Regions from separate parts of the Anser cygnoides genome. Here regions 2 and 3 are each linked to region 1. A link is a contact called in public Hi-C data. All regions are on one chromosome and are shown on one strand. The core of a region is the stretch at or near the end of the contact, and the rest is flanking DNA. Distances in the headings are between cores, read along the strand shown. Region 1 holds the start of SDC1 (syndecan 1). Region 2 has its middle 55 kb from the start of LAPTM4A. Region 3 overlaps LOC125179933 (a long non-coding RNA gene).

The links. A called contact is a pair of places that touch in the nucleus more often than the background predicts.
Region 2: a contact with region 1 is called in a Hi-C map of liver, with 2.2 times the contacts expected there. The contact joins the enhancer-like site here to the promoter of SDC1 in region 1. A contact is called at or near these places in 3 of 7 Hi-C or Micro-C datasets (granulosa cells and liver).
Region 3: a Hi-C map of liver shows a contact between it and region 1, with 10 times the contacts expected there. The contact joins the enhancer-like site here to the promoter of SDC1 in region 1. A contact is called at or near these places in 2 of 7 Hi-C or Micro-C datasets (both in liver).

Annotation. Positions count from the first base shown.
Region 1 is chr3:112,719,277-112,722,986 of Taihu_goose_T2T_genome, forward strand. SDC1 (syndecan 1) reads right to left here and starts at 1,895. Exons shown (of 5, transcript XM_013194845.3): 1 at 1,597-1,895. The coding sequence starts at 1,653.
Region 2 is chr3:112,402,376-112,406,085 of Taihu_goose_T2T_genome, forward strand. No RefSeq gene overlaps it. Among named protein-coding and RNA genes, the nearest start is that of LAPTM4A, 55 kb to the left of the region's middle. Within about 2 kb of position 1,821, at least 2 of the 3 cell types and tissues checked have open chromatin away from gene starts, as enhancers often do. A contact at or near this core is called in liver, where this site is marked.
Region 3 is chr3:112,452,726-112,456,435 of Taihu_goose_T2T_genome, forward strand. It overlaps LOC125179933 (a long non-coding RNA gene), which reads left to right. Exons shown (of 4, transcript XR_010830655.1): 1 at 1-3,710. Among named protein-coding and RNA genes, the nearest start is that of LAPTM4A, 110 kb to the left of the region's middle. Within about 2 kb of position 1,651, at least 2 of the 3 cell types and tissues checked have open chromatin away from gene starts, as enhancers often do. A contact at or near this core is called in liver, where this site is marked.

The DNA.
Region 1 (3,710 bases), core at 645-3,144:
CAGTGGGACACCCTCCCATAACCGGACCACCAAGAGCCCAGCACACCCATGCCAGCACCCATAACGCCGTGACCTGCCACATGCAAAGGACTGCGTAAGGTCACTCTGCTTTCTCCGCTCAGCACCGAGCGCGGCCACTTGATGCTAAAGCCTAATTGCTCCAGCTGGGTGGGAAAGGCAGCCTCATCTGTGTCACTGACATTTCGACATGGGAAGGTGGCCACGTGGTCCCCAGGAGGGAACCAGCCTCAGTGCTGAGTCACCACCGAGAGCCCCGAGGACTCCTCTGTTGCTCACCAGGACGTCCCTCAACCCGAAGCATCAGCCAGGCCGTCTCCCCACGCACAGGAAAACTCCAGACGAGCATTCACTTCATGCCTTTACCATTTCTAATAAGAAACATTTATCACTGGGTGATTTTATCCAAACGCGCTGCAGAGGCTGCAAGTGAACTGCAGTTTTTCCACTTTATTCATTAGCAAGCTCATTCAGAAGCGAGGAGCAGAGCCCTCTCCCCACGAGGCAGGGCTGATTACGCTCACGTGCTTGTCATTTTTGGCCACCTCATGGACTAACTACTCACTACCATGTGTGCTAGCCAGCTGGATGTCCACATCTACAGGCAGAGCCCGCAGGCAGGACGGCGCAGCAAAGCCACAGGTATTTTGAGCAGCCTCGGTCCTGCTGTGCACTTTGTTCTGCCACTCCTTATCCAACTACCGCTGTAGATCGTCTCCAGACCAGTTTCAAATCAATTATACCCTTTCTGAACAAAATAAAAAAAAAAAAGGGGGAAGCGTGCTTTGATTCCCATGCTCCTGCCCACACGAAGCCTCAGGTTCTGCTTGCTCTTCGCTGCTTGGCGGGGCTGAAGGCTCCCGAGCGATGCATGCGAGCACCTGGGGAGCGAGCACCCTTCACCCTGTAAGCAAAGGGTGGCTGTGTGCCCCCCGGGGGTGCCGAGCAGGGCTCCCACCCCACGCAAACCACCAGGAGAGCTCCTACACAAGGAGCTGAGGCTGCTGCGGCCAGACCCTCGTCGGGCAGCGCTGGGCCAGACACCCTCTCCTCTAGCCGCGGATGACATCTGGCGGCTGCTGCTGCGGCAGGGAGCCGGGGCTTTCCGAGGCTGCAGCCCCACAGGGCCTCCTCCCCCCGAGCTCCCCGCGGCACGGAGCTCCTCCTGGAGCGCCGGGGTTGGGAGGAAGAGCACACCGAGCCGGGGAGGGCAGAGGGGAGCAGGGGACGGCCCCGGGAGGCTCCGGACCCCCCAGCGGGGCACCACCACCCGCTGCCCGGCACAAAAAGAGGTCCACAAAGGCACCTCCCCGGCCACAAAGGGCCCGATGCGAGGCTCACCCCAGCCCCGAAGGACCGGCCGGGGGGGCCCCGGGTGGCCGCGGCGTGCTCGGAGCCTCGCAGCGGGGCGGAGCCGCCGGCAGGTCGGGAGCAGCAGCAGCAGCAGCAGCGGGGCTGCTTTGAATTAAGGCTCCCGCCAGCACAAAAGGCCATTGAATCCCCTCCCAAACCACCACCCCGAGCCGGCCGGACGAGGCAGAGCCCCCAGCCCCCGCAGCCCCCCGCCGCCGGGCTCACCGGGAGGGCAGCGTGCAGGCAGAGCGCCAGCAGCCACACGGCCGCCGCGCCGATCATCCTTCCTCCGCGCCGGGCTCGGCACTGCCCTTTCCTCTCGGGCTCCCCTCTCGGAGTACGCTTTAGAAAAATCTGCCGGCTTTCACTCTTGAATTTCCAATATTTTCCTCTTTTCTTTTTTTTTTTTTTTTCTTCTCTCACCCTCCCTTCCCCAGCCGCTCTCGTGCTCTCTCTGCGGCGGCGAGGAGTTGAACTCTGTCTTTTAATGAACCCACTGCAACAACCTTCACCTTACGGCCACCCCCCGGCCGGCTCCGCCTCCCCTCGGCTCCCCTCCCCTCGGCTCCCCGCGCCGGCCCCAGCCCTGCCCCGGCCCGGCCCGGCCCGGCCCGGCCCGGCCCTGCCCGCCCCCGCGCTACCTGCGCCGCCAGCCCCCGGCCGCCCTCCGCCGGTCCCCCCCTGCCCGGAGCCGCTGCTCCCCTCGCGTCGCCCTTCCCCGATTTCCTCCGCCGCCGTGCTCCGGCCGAGCTTCCTTCCTCCTGGCTAAAAATAAGGAGAAGTTGGAAAGCCCTCCCTTCCCTTCCCGCTGTGGGAACGATGCTGTTGAACAACCCCCCCCCCCCCCCCCCCTTTTGTTTTCCTCAGAAAGAAGTGGGGAATGGGCCGTGCTGCTGGTGCTGGGACAGGGGTTTCCAAAGGGGTAAAATCGAGTTTAAAAAAATGCTGCTTCGGGTCTGCGGCACGAAGGGGCTGCTTTCAAAGAAGCCCCTTCCTGCCTGGCTGTGCCCTCCGGAGTTAAAAGCAACTTGAGCGCTCTCCTGCGCTCTTTGCACGTCTCGCCGTAGATAGTGCAAATGGAGCAGGCAATAAAATACAAAAAAAAAAAAAAAATCCTGCACAAAATACAGCACGGGCCGAGTTTTATTACCCCGCTCGCACGGCCGGGGCTGCAGTTCCTGTTTGCTCCCAGTCCATTCAGTTGTCGGGTTGTTTTTCTTTTTGCCTTTGTGTGTGTGTGCCAGCACATGCTGGAGTGTTGGCTATAAACAATGCAAGCAAATGTCTGCGCAGGCTTTAAAAGAAAAAAAAAAAAAAAGGAAAGAATTAAAAACACTTTTTAAGAGCTAGTGCTGCTGCTGGGAGTGCACGTTGGTGGCACTGTCAGTGGGCACCGCGTGCCTGTGGGGTGGTCGGGGTGGAGGAGGGACACGGCCAAGCTAGTGGCCATGGGGCCGTGCTGTCCTAGGATGAAAGGGGGGGGGCACACAAAAAAGAGCTGCAATCAGCGCTTCTGGTGTCTCTCAGGGCCCTCGGGCGGGTGTTGGAAGGGGACGGCAGGACCTCTGCCAGACTGAGGATCCCTTTCCGCAGCTGTGGCCCAAAGGCTAATAGACCTAATTGGATATTCAGTGTGGCTAAAACTCTCATGATTTTATCACGTGTCTTTAATTAGCTCTCTTTCTTTCCCTCTCTCTTACATTACGCGTGCAGCGTTCCTCTGAACAACCCCTGCCATGCCGCCTTTCCCTCAGTGGGGCCGTGGCCGCCATGTTCCGCTCCCCCATGCTGGGGCTGCTGGGGAGAAGATGGCGCCGCTGTGGCTTTGTGGCCAAGATGGCCACAGGCCGTGAGGCGGTGGGGCGGAAAGGCAAAGTGGGGTGGAGAAAGGAGGCAAAATAAAAACTATGGGGGCACGTGGGTGCCTGGCATGGCCACCACATTGCAGTCTGTGCTCCGGGCGGGACAAAGGGGTGATGGAGGCTGACAGATGTCTGGAGCTGGTGGCACCCAGAAGTGCAGCGCTGGTGAGGTGGGCTTCATGTGCAGGTGGTGAAGTCCAGGCAAGGGGACATCCCAGCTGCGATGGCGTGACGGGCAATTAGCATGCAGCCCCTCATCACCCTTCTCAGCTATTTTGATGTGGCAGAGGCCGGTTTGTCCGGGCTATGTCCAGTGCTGGAAGCTTGCGGACATGGAGGAAACGCTGCCATGAGGGCTGCCTCTGTGAGCTGCGTGGAGGCGCTGGCAGGGCCTCGCGACATATGGATTTCATGCGAGTGTGTGCGCGTGTGTGTTCGGGGAGATGGGAGACCAAATAGCACTGTGGTACTACTTGC
Region 2 (3,710 bases), core at 571-3,070, 320 kb before region 1:
GCTACGCGCTTGGGAGAATTAGCGGCTGGGGAGATGAGCCTCAGCTTCCCCCACGACACCCGGGAGGTAATGACCGAGCATTCGGGGTCACACTCTGACTCAGCCGTCATTATACAAGCAAGGTACCAGCTAAGGAGCCAGAACGTAGGTAGTTTGTATTGAGGCCAGCGTTCCCTTGACATTTATTTCAGTTTCATAGTATTTATTCTGTGGGCAATAAAGCTTCTGCCCACAGAAGGGAATTATTAGAAAACCTGAAAATATGACCTTATGCATGGTAAGAGCCGTAAGCATAGGGAAAGCTGATTTTTGTCTAAATTTATGACACATGCACTGGCTGTGAAACTTGCGTTCCCATGTGCATCAGTGCATCGTGCTGCCACTGAAAACAGCACGTCTGATGCAGAGGTCAGGCAAAACTTTTTGTTTCAGTGATTCTGCAGAGGCAGGAGTATGCGTTTAATAAAGTAACCTTGCTTCTTCATGCAGGTCTAAATCACAAGGCCCAGTAAATTGCCCACAGAAAGCTGTACCAGATCTCCGCATTACATAAAATCCCATCTCCATCGCTTCTCAGTACATTTCCAAGGGAGGTGAGAATAATGTTCGCTGACCTGCCTTTGGGTGTGAGCTGTGCCGAAAGCAGTTGCAGCTGTTGACAACGAGCCCTCAAAAACCTGTCCCACTTGAAAACCTGTCCCTCGCTTTTCACAAGAGCAAACAGGCAGAACAGATAAAGGCAACGATTTTGGCTTGCTGTCCTGAGTCTGCAGAAGTGGTGAAACAGCAATAAACCTGCTGATATTACTCACGATAGTGTAACTGATCTCCAGCTCAAGAAATTAAAGACATGTTTACCTACAGGTACCTCCCCTGGTGTTTAGCTCACCCGAAGTCTTTTCTTTATTATTGTGTTTTTTTTTCTTTCTTTCTCTCACTTGGACAGCAAGAAACTGAAATCTGGAAGATAATTTTGGCTTTAATTCCCCAGGAATTAGTCCACAAGAGACCGTGCCACATGTCTTAGATTGGCACTTTCAGCAGCCTGGTGAGATGCCAGAGGACTGGGAAGTGCTCGTGGGTTTGCTGGCAGTGTTCCTGTTCATAAACTGCTCCTTCACCTTGGTCAGATTAATTTAGTGGCAAATCAGGTTTGCAATCGAGTTCACTCCTCCTGGGAGACAGGGCACAGCTGGCAAGAGCTCTGACTGAAAAACTGATTTCTTCTTTCATCACAGGAGGGAACCACAAATTTTAGAGATGGAAAAAAAAGTGAGGGAGAATCCCCTCACCTACTCTGGAATAGCCAAAGAGTCCAGGTCCCAAATCCAGATGTGGAGAGCATTTCACTGTTAATTTTGTAAATAGCACTTTTATTTTTTTTTTTCCCTATAGCAGCATTTTACCTTTTTGTTCTAGGGGAAAAAATATGCTTTGGGGAAAAAAAAAATCTATTTACAGATCTGAGTTGAGTTTGGCCAAAAGTATTGACCCTCAAATTGGAGGATATTTTTATTTTTTAATTTTACTTCGGTATTTCTTCCTGGCATTTGCCAAACATAACTTTTCTATTTTCATTACAAGAAGGCATCTTGAATTTTGAAATTGTCCTAAACTTACAAAAGAAAGCTTTTTAGATAGTTAAGCTCTATCTCCTGCAAGAGTCTTAAAATATTTTGGTTTAGAGCAAATATATTTTAGATGGTGATAAAAGTATTTCTCCAGAAAACCCCAAATTTCTCTTTTCTGGTTCAACCCAAGCCAAAAAGTTTCCCTCTAATTATTCATTCAACCACACACTAACAGGAAATGTTTTTTTGTATACTCAGCACCACAAGGCAGACTAAAGGTCGAGCCTCTGTCCTAATGTCCAGCTCTTTGTGGAAATGTTATGTGAATTCTGTTCTAGTCCAAGGTCCCTGTCCCTGACCTACTAAGCTACCTTGGCAGAATAAATATTTCCTGAATTAAGCAAAAATCTCCCCCATTTTTCCCCGCCAAAGGGGATATACATGTTCTAGCAAGTCATTTTGGTGCAGATTAACTGAAATCTTCAGTTAAAGAAGATTTTGGGGGGAAACGTTTTACCTTCCCTAATTGCTGTGAGGGTGTGTGGGGTGATTTCTTTTTCCTTTCACATTCCACGAAGGAAAGAAGCAGCCCCAGAGGCGGTGAATGAATCAGCTGCTCCCCACAAAGCTGCCATGCTGGGGCAGTGGGGACCGACACCTTTATCCCTTGGGAGAGTTTCGGCAGGGGCAACGGGCTGTCTGTCTGTCCGTCCTCATGGCGATGCAATGGGGACTGGCAGTGAGCATGCTTGCTTAGAGCCTCTATGATTTACAAAACCACTTGATATCACAGTTATCTCCATGGGAGTATTCTCCAGAGGTAGCACAATGTGGGAGATCGGGAGCCCCTGCAGGGATAACACATTGCATTTCTCAAAAATTTTGAGAAGCCATGGGAGATGCTGAGGACAACCTGGGTAGAGGTTAAACCATTCATGGAAAAAACAAACAAACAAAAAAAAAACATCACAATTAAAAGGAGAAACTAGTTGCCTCACAGCCAGAAAGGACGAAGATCTCACTTGCTTTCCTCCCACGTAGATAGCAAAGAGAAATCAGGAAATGAGAATCTGAGAAAGATATGGCTGTAGTACTACTTTTATTCCCCTACATTGTCCGTCTTTAAGCAATACAGGACCCATGCACATGAGTGAGCTCATCACACTCATTTACACAAGGAAGTAGCAGAGGATTTGCCCAGAATGGCTCTTCTGGTGATAAAGAAACAGATTTAAATAGGAGGACTTCATGATGAACCTACACAAAGCTCCAATGAAACTCCCAGCCTGATACTGCGAAGTCCCAAAACCTCATTTCCACCTGAGGGAGGAGGGAGGCCTTGTCACCCACACACCCAGGGCAGGATTTTTGTGTTTGCATTGTTTTGGTTTTTAAAAATCATCATCCTGAATGCAATGCACCTGACATCTCATGCCATGTGCTTTCCTCATCTTTTTCACACGTGTTCCTTGTGTTTCCTTTCCTTCCTCTGTATTGTGATCCCCCCTATATCTGAGCACATATCCCTTTTCTTGGGCATCAGAGACACACTGAAGTGCTGATGCCTGCAGGGTGGGCTCCTGCACCTGAACTGCTGGTGGACATTCCTCGACAGTCAGGAGAGGCACTCACGGGAGCAGTTCTGCCCACATTTCAGACATCTAAACATCTGGTTTGGGCTGCACCGCCACCCCTTTCCATCACCTTCATGGGGGTTCACTACCTACAGGATTTGTTTAGCTCACCCTCCTGTTTGCACACCATTCACTTTTGGCCATTTGGTAGAGGTACAGTCCCCTGGGGCAGGAACCATGCAGCATTGTATTGAAGCCATCATCATTGTTAATTACAGCAGTAACAGCTAGAAGCTTTACATTTTTTATGTCCTGCTCAAGTGGAAGCACGTAATATGAGACAACTGACGCACACGAGAAGGCTGCTGGACACTGTTCTGGGGCAACCGGGAGCATCTGCCTAGCCTGGGGACTCCGTGGGGACCTCCTTTGCTAGGAATGAAGCTGGGATTGTTGTCCATGGGATAGTCACAGCCCTGGAAGTGGCCTAACTGGCCACCCCAAGGAAATGCCCTGAGTGTGGGCACGCCACAAGGGGAGCATGACCTGGGAGGAGGGTGGCAGC
Region 3 (3,710 bases), core at 401-2,900, 270 kb before region 1:
AAGCATGGACACTCTTCAGAGACCTCCTGAATCTAATTGCTTAACATTTTTTTCATGCTTGCTAATTGCTCTGTGCAGCTGGTTTTATTTAAGGAGCTAGCATTTAGAAGTTGAAATGAGGACGTACTGCAAACTTTACCCCACAGCTCACTGTGCTGTACGTTATGCACAGCAACTCAGACCATTAACCAGAGGTGAGGGGTAAAAGACGAACTGATGCAACTGCAGAGAGATGCGTGAGGATACAGCTGGACAGAACAGCTCAGAGCTGCAAAAAAAGCTCCTGTCCCAACGGAGGATGTGCACACAGCAAAACGTATTAGCTTTTGAGGATTTCCAGGCGGTGAGCAAGGTCTGGCTGGCTGCGTACAGGAGGCGAATGTAAGCATTCAGCACATGCGCAGAGCAGCCTCAGCACTGCTCGGCTCGCCCCGATGGTCAGAAGACAGGGAGAGGAGCTCGCTCCTTTCCAGCTGGGAGATCTGGGGTGTTCCATGAAATAAATGTCTGCAAACAGGGGGAAAAATAATGCTGACCTTGGGAATATAAAACAGGAATAAACTGATGTATGCTGTTTTTTCTCAAGCACTGAGGGGCTGAAACATGAAGTATTTTCAGTATATAGACACCCTCTGCCAATATGCTTCCCATAGCTTTCAGTGAAATGCAATGTAATGGAAATCAAGCTTTAAAAATAATAGCAATTTAATTAAAAATTCAATTCTCTGCCAGAAGTGTTTTGAGGGGAAGTTGTTGCTGCTGAACGTGCCCGTAAATTGCATTGTCAAAGAAGGTCAGTAGCAGCCACTGGGTGAGGAGGACTGCATATATTTAGTCCTCCTAACATAAATTCTAGCATAAATTTATGTAAGAAAACCCTCCCGTTTTCTCTCCTAGCCAAAGCTGCAACTGTGAATGAGAGAGGTGCTGGTGGTTGCTCCTCCCGACCGCAGGGACGTGCAATGAGGGTCTATGAGAAGGTCGCAGCAAGGACCTGAGCTGGCCCAGATCTGGGACAAGCTAAGGGCCATTTCGATGGAGAGCTGCTGCCTTTTAACCTTTTCTAGCATTAAAAATATTTTTTAGAACAAACTTTATTATTGTGTCCTACAATGGACGCTTTACACACACCTGCAGAAGAGTCTTTGAATCGCCTGAGGCAGCCATCGGCTTGCAAAGTCCTTCTGCCCTCTGGGGAAAATGAGATCAATATCGAACCTTGGATCCTGACCCACTTCGAGTTTTCCCATCCTGCTTCACGCCTCGCTGCCATCAACAATCTCAGCAGAAAGGATCCTCCCCTTTCCCAGGGGGAGCTGTGGGATCACCCCAACCTCCCGGAGCGATGAGATGAGACAAAATGGCAGCTCTTGTTGGCACCAGTATACAACTCCAGGTCACATCCTAGAGGTTGGAGGGGGCTGCCAGAGAGGCTTAGGGCCATGCTGTCATTTATTTCTCCCTGGGCCACGTGCAAAATCTAGGAGGGGTTTTCTGCTCCGCCCTTCACTTACTTTCCCCCAACACTCATGAGTCCCTCACAAACTGCTTCATTTCAGTGGCTTGTTCTGGTGATGTTTCTCCCAGCCGTCTCACTCTGAATATCCGCAGACCCGTTAATAAAGGATCCTGGCTGGGATGCTGGCCCCTGACTCACATACGTGCTTAATGTGATTTATGTTCACGACCAGTAAAAGCAAAAAAAGCACCTTAGGCATTACATTTTTTTTTCAATAACGTATCTGGGAATGTAGAAGGTGCTAAATGAGCAGTAGGATTGCTCTCTGCCTTCAGTGAAAACACTGCCTATTACAGGTAAAACATTAATTCAAGAAATCAAATGCAAGTGGTAGGCAGTTCAAACAAAGCCTGCTTCCTGGTTCAAAGCCCAGCTCAGACCTTGATCTGTCTGCCCCCAGAATTTGTTAAAAAGGCAGGTTTCACTCTATCGGTTATGACTGGATGTTACGGTAAAAAAGTGGTAGCAAAGTGTTTTGAATAACTTGAGCATTTCCAGGCTGTGCATGCTTGCTGTTAAAAAGGAGTGCTCTCTCTGGCACACACTGGGAGATTTTCTGATTAAATTACAATTCTGAGCAAGTGAAATGTTGTTTCATTGCAGCATAGGTTATTTAGTTAAAGATTAAAAACAAACAAACAAAAACCCCTAAAACTGCTACAGAATATGAATTGCCAGGGTTAAACTACTCTCAGGTGCATTGGTGTAAATCCGTTGATAACACCTCTGCTGACAGGGTTATCCTGAATTTGTACTGGTGCAAGTGGAGGGTGGGAACGATATTTGCAGTAAATACACCCCTATGCTTTCAAACACCCTGTATCACCCAGCTACGCAAACTACCATCAGCAGAGCATGGATGTGCTATTTTGGAACAAACGAACAACAACAACAACAAAGCCTATTACATTAAAACAATAAAAACAATGAGTGAGAGGGAGTTTAATCAGAGGGCAGGCTTGTGGTCTTAACGTTCCCACAGATCTGCAGATATAAACCTCCTCTCACACTAGGCTTCATGTACTCGTGCTCTCCTCTGAGGAGAAGCAAGGAGACTTTTCTATAATTATACTCATTAGTACCTGTCTTTTTATAATGCTTCCAAATTTTTTTTTCAGAAGAAAAATATGAGAATATGAGGCATGAGTTGTATGATGTAATTTCTATCATAAAATCTTCCCTAACAGCCTGCCTAATCAAGTACTGTTTGTTGTTTGTTAGTAGCCTTGTCTTTGTAGCTGCGAGAGGTAAGAATATGTGTGGCATGACTTTAAGGGAGAGGCAACAGTTTTTACTGCGGGTAAAAAAAAAAAAAAAAAAAACCTTCAGAAAACACAGCTAGAAAAGCAGACAGGCTTTCAAGCAACAAGTTGGACTTGAAGAAGTGTTTGTATGCCTGAAAACTTGCCTGCTTTTTCCATCTTTATCACTTGGTCTAATAAAAGATTACCACCCCCCACAAAACTTGCCCCAGTTATTTATCAAAAAAGTGCTTTGAATGGCTGGGAGCTTGCAGTTTATGCAGATGCTTAACAGAAAATGGGATGAATATAACAATATAATAGAGAAAAGACATGAAAAAAAGGTCTGTCACCAGATCAATCATGAGAACCCATCCCTGCTGCGCTGGGTTGAAGTGGTTCTGCAGAAGGGTCAGTGTTTGTTTCTTGGTTTAATGGAAGGAAGGCATTTGAAGCTGGCCATAAAAGTGGATGATGTGAGGATAAAGCGAACCAAGTGATTAGCCTTGTGAAGAAAAAATGCTCTGGTGTCATGATCCAAACTTTGCAGCCAGTTGGTACTTTAGAGCAACAGTAGAGCTCTTTGTCTGGCTTAGTTGAGTCATACAATTATCTCAATAACAGTAAGTACCTAGCAACAGCCTCAATAAACACCCATTTATTTGATTAATCAGCCATTTTGAAACAGGTTTGGTAAACATTACCCTTTCACTTCTGGATTACATTATTAAAAAAGCTGCCCACTGAAGCTGCTCCCCACGCTATGAATAACTGCACGAAACCGCAGATGTCCTGCCCAGCTTGGGCAGGTGGGCTGAGCTTAACTTGACACTTCTTGCCCACGTCCAAGTACAGAAAGCAGGTACAGGTCAGAGAAGCATTTATCGTGGGTTTTCTAGCTCACAATAGAGCTGCTGATGTTAACGAGCGCTGACAATAACCGCACAAGA